2 separate regions of the Gossypium raimondii genome follow, and region 2 is linked to region 1. Evidence: chromatin contacts called from public Hi-C data. All regions are on one chromosome and are shown on one strand. The core of a region is the stretch at or near the end of the contact, and the rest is flanking DNA. Distances in the headings are between cores, read along the strand shown. Region 1 holds the start of LOC105784443. Region 2 holds the start of LOC105784509 (filament-like plant protein 4).

Region 1 (7,603 bases), core at 1,491-3,990:
TAGGGAGATTACAGTAATTAAAGTTTTATAGGAAAATTACAAAAAGCACATAAAACAAGAAGAACGCATTGATTGTGCACGTGTCCGCCATTTCTTCATTCACCTCGTTTTCTCAATCCTTTGCAATTCTTCCAAGATAATCTCACGTGCCGCTTAATTGTGCTGCTCTTCAATACATTTCTTTTTCCTCTTCTCAATTATCTCAGGTTTATACATGGGAAATCATTAAAACGACAATTGTTGAATTTTTTAATATTTTTTTAAAAAACCAAATATGTGACAATTTTTTGAAAAAAATTATTTATCGGTATATATTATATAATAATTCTAATTTATCTTTGGTACCTTCAACCCATAAAAAATGCAGAGTGGGTAGGTAAGTGAATTAAGGCTGTGAAAGGAGACGATTCAATGGCTGCATTTTACCATTGGTTAAATTTTGTTATAGATTTAGTTCTATCAACTTTAGTTCCTTTTTAAATTGGTCAAATTTAATCCTTATACTTTTGACATTTTAGTTCTCATCTATTGATTTAGTTAAATTTAATTACTAGTCCTATACTATGCGTTTAACTGTAGATTTAGTCTATATTCTCTAATTAGATCATTGTAAGTCCTTAAACTTTTTAATTTTAAAATTTTAATCTTAAAATAAATAAATATTGTTAATCCATTAACTAAAATCTTAGAGAGTAATATGTAAAAATAGCAAAACTTAAAAATTTATTGTCACAAAAAAAAAAACTTAATGAATTTGACGGAAGATTAAAATTTTAAATTTAAAATAGTCAAATCATAAAATATAGAGACTCAGTAGCAGAAGAGGAGGAAAATTTTGGCGTTGCTTTGTCTATTTATTACACAGAAATATTTAATTTGGCGCGACAGGAATCAGCTGCCACGCATGCGGTTAAGCAGTTGAGCTAATAAACATTATAATTCAATTCCAAAAAGAAAGGGGGGTTTGATCCCGTGTGCCACAACGTAAGATCAAAGTTTATGTACACTGTTAATGAGCATCGTTTGATTAGACTAATTCTATGAAAGTAAAGATATTTTGAGTTTTCATATCAGTCCAGATTCAAGTGCTTTGTAAATGACTACGAAACAAGGAAGGATAGCCCTTGCATTAAAGACAACTAGCTCCTCCAGATTGGAGTAAACCCCGGCGTACGCAGCTACAGAGTCGTACGAACCAGCCGAGGAAGATACGCCGCTGCTATTCTCGTCCTCCAACGGCGGCGCTTCATCCGCCACTCGCTTCACCCTTCCCGCGATCACACGGCAAACCAGCATGGCCCTACGTCCGTCCGTACGCTTAATTGAGTCGTGGGCCCTACCGCTACTAGCCGTTGTGACGACACCCTTGAATTCTGCGGCTGGCGCGGTCCCTCCGCCTTTGTTTTGGAACCCTTGTCTGATAATGGTGCAGACGCCGCAGCCGGGGATGGAGCCGCACAAGCTGGAGGAGCCGCGCGCGCCGAGGGAGCAGGACAAGGTTGTGCAATGGAAACGGAGGAGTTCGTTGCCGTCAGCGGCGCACCTGGGGTTCTTTCTGGTGCTATTAAGGGCGCGCGTTTTCACTGCGTCGCGGCAGTCCTCGAACCGTTGGATGGTGCGTTGGTTGTTGTGGACTTTCAATATCCGTTCGATCTTACAGATCGGATTGTCCTTCTTTAGCCAGCTGGATTTGAAAATAATTTCCACAATGTTCCGGCCCGAATCTTCTGGACCCAACTCCGAAACTAAACCAACAAAAGACTGGGATCAAATTAAAAGAAAATAATAAACATAAAACCCTGCAAATTTAGCGTTACCATTACACACTACTTGCCACGTCATATGCCTCAGTCATTTCCGAAATGGGTGGTGGGCAATTTAACCCACTGATTTGTCCAAGTTGCAAAGTTTTCATTTTAATTTTTGTAACTTTGGATAAACAATTTTAATGACTTAAGTAATAGGTACAGAAATTACAGTACCTGCATGGCGAACTGCTTGATGAAGTTCCAAGCTTTCAATTTTTGGGAACACCTCTCCGCACTGTGAGCAGCCACAGATACTTGTTCTTGACGATGGATACCTGCAATTTTTCACATTTTCTAAATTAAGTTCTGGAAAATGAGAAAAAAAATTCAAATTATTTTATTCTATATTTATATACTATACCTGCTGGGGTCAACGATCGTATGACATTCATAACACCCAGAAAGCTTCCTGAATTGAATAGCTCTTGAAGAAGACGAGGTGGTGGTGCTGTTATTGGATCTTGTTGACCCCGACAAGGACCGCGACGACGACCCATTAACAGCTTTGCGTCTGAGCAGCGCAGTTTCTTGACCTATTGTGCTACTCTCAGGTGAGTTATCAGCTCTGTGAACAACCCTCGTGTTGCCATGAACTACGTCCCTGAAGCTGCAGATGGAGCTACAAGAGGAACCCAGCTTTGAGTAGCCATGTTGATGATGATGAGGCGGCGCCGGGTTATTGTTCTTCGAAGGGTCGTGGACTTTGGACCCTTCCATCTGTTTGCAAGTGAGCAAGTTCTTGATTTGATCCCAAGAAGACGTGGTGGGTTGCTTTTGCTTTTTCACTTGCTTTCTCCGGCGCTTCGGCGGTTGTTTCATGGGCTCCGCCGCCGCCTCCGGCAAGAAAGTCAGCAGAGCCATAATAAATAATAATACAAGTGTAGATTCAGCTCTTTCGCTTTTCTTATAACTTTTGTGGGCAAATGGGGTGGGATCTGAGAGTGGTAATAAGGAGGAAAATTGAGGAGGGTGGGAGTGGGGTCGCTGCATATTTATTGCATTAATGTTATTATTATTATATTATACAACTCTCTCCTTTATCTGTGTACAAGTGCTTAAGTTTTGGACCACTGATACAAGTCACGACGTGACGGTCCATCTAATGATTTTGGACTCCATCAATGGAGAAGTCATCCGATCGAACGGTTCTCCACTGTTTTAGTGAATGGCCGGCACTTTATTTATGGTTTTCAGACGGCTATGAGGGCCTTCGTCTAATATTTACGTTGTAAGTTTTTAGAAAAATTGAAGTTGAAAATATAATAAATTTGATTGAAACTTAGTCGATATTTGTTTTGATGCTAATTTTCTTAAAAGTTCTAGCAAGGGTTGAATTTAGGAAGCTAATGTTCTTATCATGCATTGTTAATTAGAGGTTTGGAATTCTTAAGAGAAAATTAAGGAATGTATACGTTTATATTTTATCAATTTATCTTTGTTTTTTACTAAAATATTTGACTAAAATTTTATTTTATTTTTAATGATGTTAGTGTGCTAATACTTTAACACAAATAATTTTAAAAAGTTTTGTATGTCAAAAACACCCATAAAAAAGAGAAAAATCAATTAAGTCATTTCACATCAAATTAAGCCCTACTATTAATTAAAATAATCAATTAAGAATCTCATTTAATGGAATTTGTGGTTGACCACGTTGATCATTAAAATAAATTGATAAACCAATCAAATTGTGATATATAGTAACTTTTGGCTTACTATACTATTTTTCTCATAAAAATGATTAAAATTACTAAAATTATTAAAATATTATAAAATATTAAAATATTTATATAAATTTATAAAATTTAATAATAACTTATAAATATTATAAAATTCTAATAAGTTATAAAAATTTTATAAAATTAATAAAATATTAAAATTGATATAAACTTATAAAAATTATAAAAATCATAAAAACTTTTTAAAAATGATAAAAATCTAATAATTATAAAAACTATGAAATTAATAAAATATATTTAAAATTCTATAAAAATTAATAAAAACTTATAAATAATATAAAATTTTTAACAAACTATAAAAATATTAAAAATATAAAATTTTAAATTTTAAAAAAATTCATTTAAACCCAAAAAACACATGACATCATACCCACTGTTGGATAATGAGAATAGTCATCAGATCGTTAGACTCATTTTCATGTTGAATAAAATCTTCTCGATCTTCCACAAATAAAGCGATAGTTATGGGGCCCGCTCCTTATTATTGATAAATTATTATTATTTTTTAAAATTTTATATCCAATTTTTTAAGTACGGGATAATATAAAGCATTTTTGGTACATTTAGATATTATCAAACAAAAATGTGTTTATCCAACTATTAACATATGCCAATATGAAATATTTTGACCATAGCTTTTAGAACTAAATCGGTGGTTAAATAAGTCAGGCCACCGATTTGTCGGTTCGACCAGTTTAATTGGTCAATCCAATTAAATTAAATAAAACATTAAAAGGTATTAAAAATAAATAATTAGTTCCATCGTCTAGTTCCCAAGTCAATTGGTCTAATGGCTTTCTCTAGACCGATACCTTTCTAATTTTTGTGGTTCTATGAGAAATAAAAAAGCTATTAAATGCAAAAGTTACTTTCAATCTCGATCTCAAAGTGGTATGTATTCCATGAACAAATTAACATTGCTTTTGGTAGTAGGCATCCATTTAATTTGATTCTCTGATGTCATTATGGAGCAAATGGTTGGCGGAAGCGGTTCTACTGTATTTTTCTTATCTTTATAATTTCTAATGTTCAAGACATTGGACAATATATATAAAGAAAGGAAGAAAGAACAGGGATGTGGAGTAGTAGGTTAGATAGTGTAGCATAATGATGTAGAAAAATAAGGGACCAGATTCCAAAAATTGGCAAAAAGATAAAAGAGCATGAGCCAAAGACCACGTCATATAAGACACGCAGAAAGGGAAAAAAAGGATCCCCTGTGCCATTGTGCGTATTCCAAAGCCTCTTGTGCCCAACTAATCGCTATCAATAGCGGGAGTGCATGCACTCAAATTTCAACGACAACCAGCTCCCCATACTCCCCAGATGCCCTACCTTATAACTTTGCCCCTATACATTCCTCACAACCTGCTTGTAGGCCTCACATTTTGACTCACTCGCTCCAAGTTTTGGTTCATGGTGGTATAAATGGATTTTGGGATATTAACTGAAGCCTGTCTGGCTTTAGTACGTAGTGATGTTCACTTTATTCAAATTTATGTTTACGGGACGTGTTGGATTGGATGGAATGGGTTATTACTTTCAATGAATGTTTAAGAGAATATATATATTTTTAATTTCCAAAGAGTTGTTGAAACTCCGATACGGATTTGGCCAACCATTGGCTCAAAAAAGTAAAGCATTGTCCCCTTGTCTTGAGCCACTACAGGAACCAAATCACTCCCTAACTGATCCATTATGGAACCACTAATTAAACAAAATAAACTAACGAATCCCCCAAAAATGTTATTACTAAATTATTGCATTACCTGTATAAAACCCAATCCATTGATAGCTTCGTCTATAATAATATCATATTAACCACATACATACATATTGCTCGTACAAGCTATGGTGAGATATATATATATATATATATATATATTAATTATAATTGGCATAGTAGAGGCAAGAAAGAGGGGTTCGTGAGTGTAGCAGAAAAACCAGCCATGTGCAGCTTTGGCTCATATTAGTTGGCGGACCATGTTCCTCTTTATCTTATCATCACATTTGGAGCTGCATAAAACTGGGACTGAAACTTATAATGTTTTGCGGTTGTCGTGATGTTTTATGGACTGTTTATATATTGTACAAGCTTACCTAACAGCTGACCTCCCATGTGTTGTGTGGCTCTACCATGCCACTTTTGGAAATTAGAATAATTCAATCAGATTTCTCAAATTTGATCCCATTTATAATTACTTGAATGTCAAACTCGTATCATACAAATTTGAAATTACTTGGATCGGTATTAGGCCCAGTCCAGTAAAATGTTCCTTAATTGATTTCATGGTCGTTCTAAAGGATACTTTTCGCAGAGAATGATGTTGAGGATGAAGGAGGTTGTGGTGTGCCATAGCTTCTCTTCTTAATCATTTTCCTTTGGCATAATGATTATTTTGGTTTTCCAATTTTACAAAAAAAAAAAAAAATTTAATTTTTCATTTAAATTTTTGTCTTTTTTAATTATTAAATTTATATTTTTTGTCAATCCACCCCAAAAATGATGAAAAAATTTACGGTTGTTAACTTTGCAATGTGGCATACATGTGGACTGTCACGTGGATGATATGTCAGCATAAAATTAATTTTTTTAAAAATTTAGAAAATATAAAAATATGTTTTCGTTATAATTTTTATACTTTTTATATAATTTTAATGATTTTTAATTCTTAAAAATAATATTTATATATTTTTTAAATTCTAAAATTTTAAAAAAATTAATTAAATGCTAATGTGTCATCCACATGCCAATCCATATGTATACCACATCAGCAAAGTTAAAAAACATTAACCTTTTCATCTATTTTGGGATGATTTGACAAAAAAAATACAAATTTGAAGGCTAAAAAAAGGAAAAAAAATTAAATGCATGGCTAAAATGACTTTTTATGTAAAGTTAAAAGGCCAAAAAAGTCATTATACCTTTTTTCCTATTCAGAGTGGAAACAAGGTCACGAATTGGGTTGCTAGAGTTAGTTTAGTAGATTCCACTAGTGGAGCTTTACTCTTTACTTCCATGTAATCAGAAGTTTTTATGGGTTGGGTTGGGTATATGCATGATATTAACACATTTTATATTTATCCAAACTTAGCTTGACTCGAATTATGAATATAATATTTTTCCCAAATCCGTCCATATTTATAAGTGGCTAACCCAAGCTCATTTTAGTCTCGTCCATATTTTTTTTAAAATTTTAAAAAATATATTTTTAATTATTAAAGTTTTATATATAGTCACCTTAACTATTGTTAATGTTTACATCATAATAGTAGTATATATACTACTATAGATTTATTTTTTATGTGTTATAAATTACATAAATAACACAACATAAAACATTATTAACTTAAAAATGGGCCGAGCCGAGCCAGGCTCAGGCATTGGATGTTTAAGCCCAAGCTCGACCCATATTTTTGCTTAAACCCTCTCCAAATTTCGGATAGGCTTTCGAGCTTAGACGGATAACCTAACCCATTAACATGTAATTTATATTTAACTAGTGGTATTTTGATTTTGGACTATATGATGAAAACCATAAATTAATAATATTTGAGCCCTAAATGTGGTGCCAACGCCACTTTTTAACCACTACATCAATGTGGCTATCGGCAATAATAAATTTTTATTATTATCTTTTGTGTAAAAGACCATGGAGAATGAGGAAACGTGAATATCAACACAAGTCCTGTACTGTTTATCTCAACAGAAGTCATACAAGCTTCAAACTTTTCTTTAAATGGAATTATTTGTTTTCAATATAATGTAATCCCTCTAAAATATTTAATGAAAGGAAAAGAAGTTTACTTTGTAAGGGTGGAAAGTAGGGCGAACAAAAGCGGTTAATGATGAATGTGTAAATGGATTTCCTAGTTTTTGTTGAAATTAGTCTTTTTCGCAAATGAACTATATAATTAATATAATTAATGTCGAAGATTTGAAGTGTTTTCTTTCTATTATCGATAAGCCGATAAAGGGACAATAAAGCTAAGTAAACATTCAGTTTTGTTGCATTTATAGTTGAAATTTCTACTATTATTTGATAAGTACTTATG
Region 2 (7,603 bases), core at 3,751-6,250, 240 kb after region 1:
GACATGTAATTGTGGAAGAAAAGAACCTTAAGAGGAAGAATTACTTGTACAAGAACTTCCACGGTTGAAAACTAGAATACCTTGCTAATAAAGATTGTTCGGTATCAAATTAACTTACCAAACTGATCATGTGAATCTGACACTAAAATGCACTATTTGATATTTGTTAATAGTATTATTAGATTTCAAAGTAGGTCTTGGAAGACCAGTTTTGAGAAAGACGAGATGAATTATAGCCTCACCTGATTGTTCTTGAGGTCATTATCCGCTGCCGAACAAACAGAACATTTCTCGTTCCTACAAGTGACAGAAAACAATTATGTTAAATGTAAATACACTGGCATATAGAATCAAACAACAATTAGTTGGTAGTAACTTTAAATCATATTTAAAGAGTGAAATGCTTACCTTTGCAATTGCTCTTCTAGTTCTTTACATCGGGAAAAAGCATCATGGTGACTTCTCTTTTCATCTTGAAGCTCATTTTCTAGAGTGTTGATTTTTGTGCTGAGAAGGTTCACATCAGTCTCTAACTCCCCTGCACGTCTTTCAAGTGACCTATAGGACTCTACCATGCACTTGAGCTGAGTCTCAGCCAAACTATTTGACTTTTGAGCAGCAGCCAATTGAGATTTTGCTTCTGCTAAAAGCTGCTCAGTTTCATGTAATTGGGACTTAGTCATCTCCAGATTTTCAGTACATCGAGAAAGATCCATCGCCATGTTTTCTTTCTCCAACTTCAATTCCTCGAATTCTTCTGATGAGATGTTGCTTGCTTGTTTTGATTCATATTCTGAGACCAGGTTCCCATCATCAGGATCCTCAGGATTGGAAGTTGGATTTGAAATATGGGCACAGCCATTTTGATATCTTCCCCCTGATGAATCATTTTGATTTACCTTATTCTCTGGTAAAGCAACCTTATCTATGCAATCAGGTCCATTCATTTCCGCTTCGTTACTCTTGAAGCCGAGCACATTGAATCTTAGTTCACTGGCTTTGGCTAAAACAGTAGAAAGACCAAAAATAAAATCATCCAAGTTCACATTGCTGCATAAGACTTTATTGTAGGTGACAGAGAAATCATCAATTTTGAGGCTTAATCCATAGGCATCAGAAGATATGTTGTCAACTGCCCTTGCTTCTTTCCCCAGGGACATTACAAAGTCATGAATCTGAGAAATCGCAACAGCTAATTCTTGACTCATAGTTTGCAAAGTTTCTGTAGTCACCTTATCACCTGGGGGCACAGCAATGTCCTTCCCTTCAGTTAAGCTTCCATTTTCCGGATGACCCTGCCTATTGCATTTGCCTTCAGAGCCATCCACTTCCTCAGAGACACCATTGACAGAGTGATCGCTCAGAGTGTCCTGTGCATCCTGGATAGCACATTTGATGTCATCCAGAATTTTGTGCGCATCAGCATCCTTGGACATTGATTCAAGCACCATAGAAAGCTTTGAATAAAGCTTCATAACAAGCAATTTGTCTGCATCAGATTCAGGATGGACTATAGACCCGTGATTTGCTGGTGGTGATAGATCATGCTGCTTTCCAGACTGGAGTTCCTTGCAAGAAGTCTCTCCTGAAGCATCAGCATTAACAGCTTCGGGTGATTTATTGTTTGTACAACCTGCATTAGTGATTGCACCATTTGCAGTAGAATCATTTGAAGAACACGCCAACTTCTCCATCTCAAGAAAGTCGTCCATAAGATCCAGGTGCTTCACATTTTCAGTTTTATTCAACTTTTCAATGCTCTTTTCCTTTTTGAATTGAGAGAGCTCAGAGATCATACTAGTTGCCCATGAGTCGGCACAACTTTTTTCATCATCAATTCCATCTTCAGACACAGAAGTCACACTTGGTGAATTGCTAACTTTTGAGGGGCTTCTTTGTTGGCTGCTGATGGCAAGTTGTGCTTCTAAAGTTTGAAGCTTGGTAGATGTCTTAGCACACAGATTCCTAGAAGCCAGTAGTTCACTGTTACGCTTTGCCAAAGCTTCTTTCAGCATCTTTGTTTCTTCTTCCATTGCTAATAATCGTTCAGTGAGAAACTCATTCTCTTTATGGAATTTCTGTGCATTGTCAAGAGAAAAATCAGTGACAGCAGGTGTGTGTGGAGTAGAAGGCCGGACGGGAGACCTTTTTAATCGAGTATCTCCATAATCCCGGCCTAAACTCTCAACCTCTAGCTTCATTTGGGCAAGTGCAGCAGGACCAGGCAACTTTTTCCTCACAAGACCACGCAGCCTTTGGCACTCTGCTTCTAGCTTTGCTATCTTTTTTACACCCTCCATATGCTGCTTGTTAGCTGCTTCTGCAGTTCTCATGCTCATGTTCCTTTCTTCATTACGAATTTCGAGCTCTTTGGAAACTACATGCATCTCATACTTCAGTGAATTGATTTCCCTTTCACATGATTCGATGTTACCCTTCAAACACTCAATCTGGGTCTCAGCTTGAGATTTTTCTTCAGTAATCTTGACCAGCAAGTTAGAACGTTCTTGCAAAGACCTAGAAATTGCATCATTTTCAGCTGCAGACTTACGGAGCTCTTGGTCTAAATAAGCTATCTTTGCTTCGAGCTCAAGCTTAATCTTTTCACATAGCTTGTTTTTGCTAACAGCCAAATCTTGCAACTTCTGCTCGTGTTCTTCCTTCAGATTTCGGATTTGCCGCATGCACTCTTTAAGAGCACCATCCAAATGCGATGCCCTATCTTCAGCAGTGAGCTTCAAAAGGGTAACAGATTCCAGATGATTTTTCAAGGCCAAGGCCTCTGCTTCAGCCTTTTCCCAACCTACAGCAAATTCAACAGCAGAGAGTGAGAAAAAATTGGACCAAGTTTAGCTAGAGGAACTTTACTCTTATATTAGACTCTGAACATTTGAGCATAGACTAACCCGAGACTGCTTCTTCTGCAACTTTAGTGTGCTGTTTCACCAGGTCTTCCTTGCCACTAATCTCTGAATTGGCTGCAGAGAGCTTTTCATTCAAGTCCTTAATCTCATCCTCCAATGTCTGGACTTGTTCCTCATATATTTTCACTTGATTCTCCAAACCAGTGAGATGTGAATATGATTCCATGGAAATTTGAACATACTTGGGTTTTTTGTAAGTATTCTGTTCAACACAAAATCAGTATCTGATAAAACAGCTCAACAATTTAGATGATAAGCAGATATAAATCTCTGCTCCAGCTGAGATAATGTGCTAGGGCATAGAAATGCAGAAAGTTGAGAAAATAAACACCAATTTTCCGATGTGGTTTAGTTACATAAACAAGATTTACCTGATCATTTTGAGATGCAGCTGAAGCTAAAGCAGCAGCGGCAGCATCTGCTTCGGCGGCAGCAGCAGCAGCATCTTTATCAGCTTTATCAGATGATTTTTTCTTCCAAGGCCAACGGCGGTCCATTACTTGAAACCCCTTTATAGCCTATGTCAAGAAGACCAAATAATTTGTCAAGAAAAATATATATACTGCAAAAGAAAAGGAAACTGAACATCACAGCCTCACTCCAATCCAAAAATCATAGTATATGACTAAGGATACACGCTGCAGCCACCCTATTTAGGCCGTATTACTCTCAGATAAGTTTCTGACATTCTTTTTCTAATCGAAATGAAAACAATTTCAAACCAAGTTCAATTTTCTTAAACCGTATTCAAAGACTATAAACAGAAACATGTTCTATGATACCAAAAGCTAACTGCCTTACATATTTGGTACCGAAAACACTCAAGAGTTCAAATAAATCCTCCCAAAGATAATGCAAATCTTAGTAATGCACTGAGAAATAGCAAAAATTAAGAATGGGGATCATCAGGTTAGGTAGCATTTCTTTAACATTGCATGATGGAATAATGTTTTGGTAGATATTCACCAAACTATTAATAGTCACCAAGAATCCTAAGAAGAAAGTTTAATATTTTTACTAGAATTTACTTTGACCAAATCAAATTAATAGACAGCTGTCAGAAATCAAGGTGCTCTTCTCTTTTATACTACATTTTCTCAGCTACCAAACAGAGCATCATGTGAGGGGATAAAAAAAAAGTTTCCAAGGTTGAGAAATTACAAAGCAGATTGTACTACTAGAATGAAGCAGCAGCAGGAGTTTGGTATTTGTGGTAATTTGGGACTGAAAATAACGTGAAAGAAAAAGACAAGCCATCAATTTAGAACTGAAAAGGGAAGAAGAAGAAGAAGAAAAAAGGCACCGTGTGACATCCATTCATTATCGTACAACATAAATATAAACGCCATGGTTTTAGATAGAAACAAGTAAGATCGTCAGTGTTTCAAAGTGTTGTGAATCGAATCAGAGCAAAACCAAGTTCATCAATGGCTTCAGTTGAAATGCAAAAAGAAGATCTAATCAAAAAGCAAAAGATCTTAGAATCAAAAGCTCGCTTCATATCAAGCAAAACATTAAAAATTGAAACCTCACCGACAAAAAAAAAAAAGAAAAAAAGAGCATCTCAAATGAAACATTTTAGTCTGCATAAAACCTGACATCTATTTGTCTTGCAATTAAAAGAAACCAGAAAGGAACAAAAACTAAGGGCAGAGGGAAAAACATAAGTTTTCCATTTTTACTCACTACACACTACAACTGTGCTTTGACCATCAACCTTTATGCTTAAACCAAACAAACAAGCAAATGAAAAGTTAAAAAAAGGAAAGAACGAAAGAAAGAAGCATTTTAGAACTCGCATTATTTCATAAACTTGACTTACCTTGAGAATCAGAAATGAAGGTTTGTACAGTATGAACAAAAGAGTGTTGTTTGAGATTTAAAGTTAAGATCCAAATTTGTGGGTTTTGGGGTTATTGGTTTCAGTGTTTTGAGGAAGTGAAAGAAGTGGTGGCAATGGCGGAGGAGGAGGGAGTGGGACCGTGGTGGTGGCGTTGGGGCAATAGAGCAAAAGTTACAAAACCAATTCGGCTTTGAGATTGTTACTAGTTTTCTGCAAATAAAAATTAAATGCCAGTGTTTTTGGTTTTTGTTCATTAATAACAGGCCAGTGTACGAATACACATACTAGATTTTAGGACTTTCCATCTATAAACCTTTTATTTTTAATCATATTAATCTAAATCATTTTATATCCTATTTATTCTTAAACATATAATAAAAATATACTAATCCCCCCATCTTTTTATCCTCATTATCTCAAAATAGGTGAAATTTTTAACATTTGTTAATCTTATTGATGACACACCTCGCAACCTACATGCATTAATCTGTACGTCATTTTAAAAAATTAAAATATTAAAAATATATTTTACATAATTTTCTAAATTTTAAATAATTAATTACTTACGACATGATATCTACCGATAACTCACGTGTATGTCACATTAGTAATCATCCATTTTTGAGTAGTTTGACAAACAAAATAAATTTAAAGATTAAAAAGATAAAAATTAAAATGATTTTATTTATAAAATTGAAAAACTAAATAATTCATTATGTTAAAAAAATAAAGAATGAGAAGTGAATTTTGGCAATTCATCGCTATTTTTTTCAGTTATAATTATTTTATATATTAATATAATTTTAATAAGTTTATAATTTATATTAATAATTTAAATATATTATGTTTTTAAATCAAATCTAATACATTTATACTCACTGTGGTAGAGCAACAGCTGGGCTGTAAACGATATTTTGGAATGCTCTGTTTCTATGTTACGACTTAGGACCGCCGTCACTACTCGTTACAGCTAATAATGAGGATTTGTTTTAATCAAATATTGTCTGCTACCATGCTCCATCGCTGCATCTATTGCCATGTGTAACCGCATCTCCACCATTGAAATTGCTTTAGTACGTTGGTATTCGGGACATGTAATTTAATGTTAGTGATGTTGGACCCCAATTACAGGATTTTGTTGTCTACCGAATTTGGTTATATCCTGCTCTCTAATCTTTGCTTTACAACACTAGTTTTGCTAGATTAAATTACTTCCAATTAAATAGTAATAGAATGTTGATTGTGTATTTCTTAATAGAATGTCAATGTGCATTTCTTATTTTAGTTCTTTTAAATTAGAGTGGTTCTCATTTTCATCATTTTAAAATTAGGAAAATTTACTCGGTAAACATTTTAAATAGGCATTGTTACTATTTTGGTCACTAAAAAAATACATTAGTCTTCCATTATCATTTTAAAGGTGGAGTGACAAATTTGATCAAATTTATTTCTGGCTGAGACCAAATTAACAAAAAAAAATTAAAAGTGGACCAAAATAGGAACGACCTTTACCTTAATTAGGTGGCATTGCAACTATACTCATCCTTGCCCGTCAACCAACTTGCCATGAAAATCCCTTGCAATAACTCCAACACTAATTTGTTTAGTCTTTAGAATGAACCATCAACTGTTAGAATTAAGTGACCCAAATCCTTATTTAAATAAAATATTGTGGTAAAATAAAATAAAAGTAAAATCCCTATAGAATTATACTTCTTTTATTTTATTTTAGAATAAGGTTTCTAAACCTTATTAAACTCCATCTATTTTATATTATTTGAATAAGAAGTTTCACTCCTATTAGAATAAGGTTTACAAGCCTATAAATAGGCATAGTCTACTCCTCTTGTAATTAAGTTTTCGACATAGTGAATTTTCTTCTCCTCTGCCCGTGGTTTTTTCCCGAAAGGGTTTCCACGTAAAATTTGTGTGTTCTTTATTTTTCTATTTCTATTTTTCTTTGCGATATATTGTCATTGCCGACATTATATTTTTCTCAAATTGGTATCAGAGCTTCCGGATTGTTCATCTCAATCACGGTAATGACGTCTTTGAAGTACGAAATTTCGCTGTTGGATCGCAACACCAGATTTGCATTGTGTCAGATAAAGATGTAAGCAGTTCTTGCACAGATGGACTTAGAGGAAGCCCTACTAGGGGTAGATAAGATGCCTTCAACTTTGACGGAAGAAGAGAAGAAGCGCAATGATCGAAAGGCATTAACACAGTTACATCTGCATTTGTCTAACGAATTTTTGCAGGATGTGATGAAGGAAAATACTGCCGCTGGATTATAGAAGAGGTTGGAACAGATATGTATGTCGAAAACTCTAACTAGCAAACTACATATGAAGCAGCGTCTTTATGCCCATCATTTGGAGGAAGGTGCATCTGTGCACGAACACTTAACAGTGTTCAAAGAAATTCTCTCAAACTTGGAGGCCATGGAGGTTCAGTATGATAAGGAAGATCTAGGGCTGATTCTACTTTGTTCGTTGCCCCCGTCTTATTCAACCTTTAGAGATACGATTTTATATAGCCGCGAGTCTCTCACAGTTGATGAGGTTTATGATTCTTTAACCTCGTATGATAAGATGAAGCATCTTGTGGTTAAAATCGACTCTCAGGGAGAGGGTCTTATTGTTTGTGGGAGACAAGATCGGAATGCTGATGATGATCGTGGAAGGACACAGGAACGGAATCCTCGCAGTAAATCTAAAGGTAGATCGAAGTCTTCAAACAGAGGTAAAACTTGTAACTTTTGCAAGAAGAAATGGCACATTAAATCTGAGTGCTATAAGCTACAGAATAAGATAAAAAAGGAGGCTGCGATTCA

The links. A called contact is a pair of places that touch in the nucleus more often than the background predicts.
Region 2: a Hi-C map of leaf shows a contact between it and region 1, with 1.7 times the contacts expected there. The contact joins the promoter of LOC105784509 here to the promoter of LOC105784443 in region 1. A contact is called at or near these places in 2 of 2 Hi-C or Micro-C datasets (both in leaf).

The regions. Positions count from the first base shown.
Region 1 is chr1:15,932,112-15,939,714 of ASM2569854v1, forward strand. LOC105784443 reads right to left here and starts at 2,741. Exons shown (of 3, transcript XM_012610330.2): 1 at 2,170-2,741; 2 at 1,983-2,083; 3 at 825-1,745. The coding sequence starts at 2,669. The coding sequence ends at 1,066.
Region 2 is chr1:16,166,684-16,174,286 of ASM2569854v1, forward strand. It overlaps LOC105784509 (filament-like plant protein 4), which reads right to left and starts at 5,001. Exons shown (of 6, transcript XM_012610427.2): 1 at 4,747-5,001; 2 at 3,296-3,442; 3 at 2,907-3,126; 4 at 409-2,803; 5 at 243-297. The coding sequence starts at 3,421.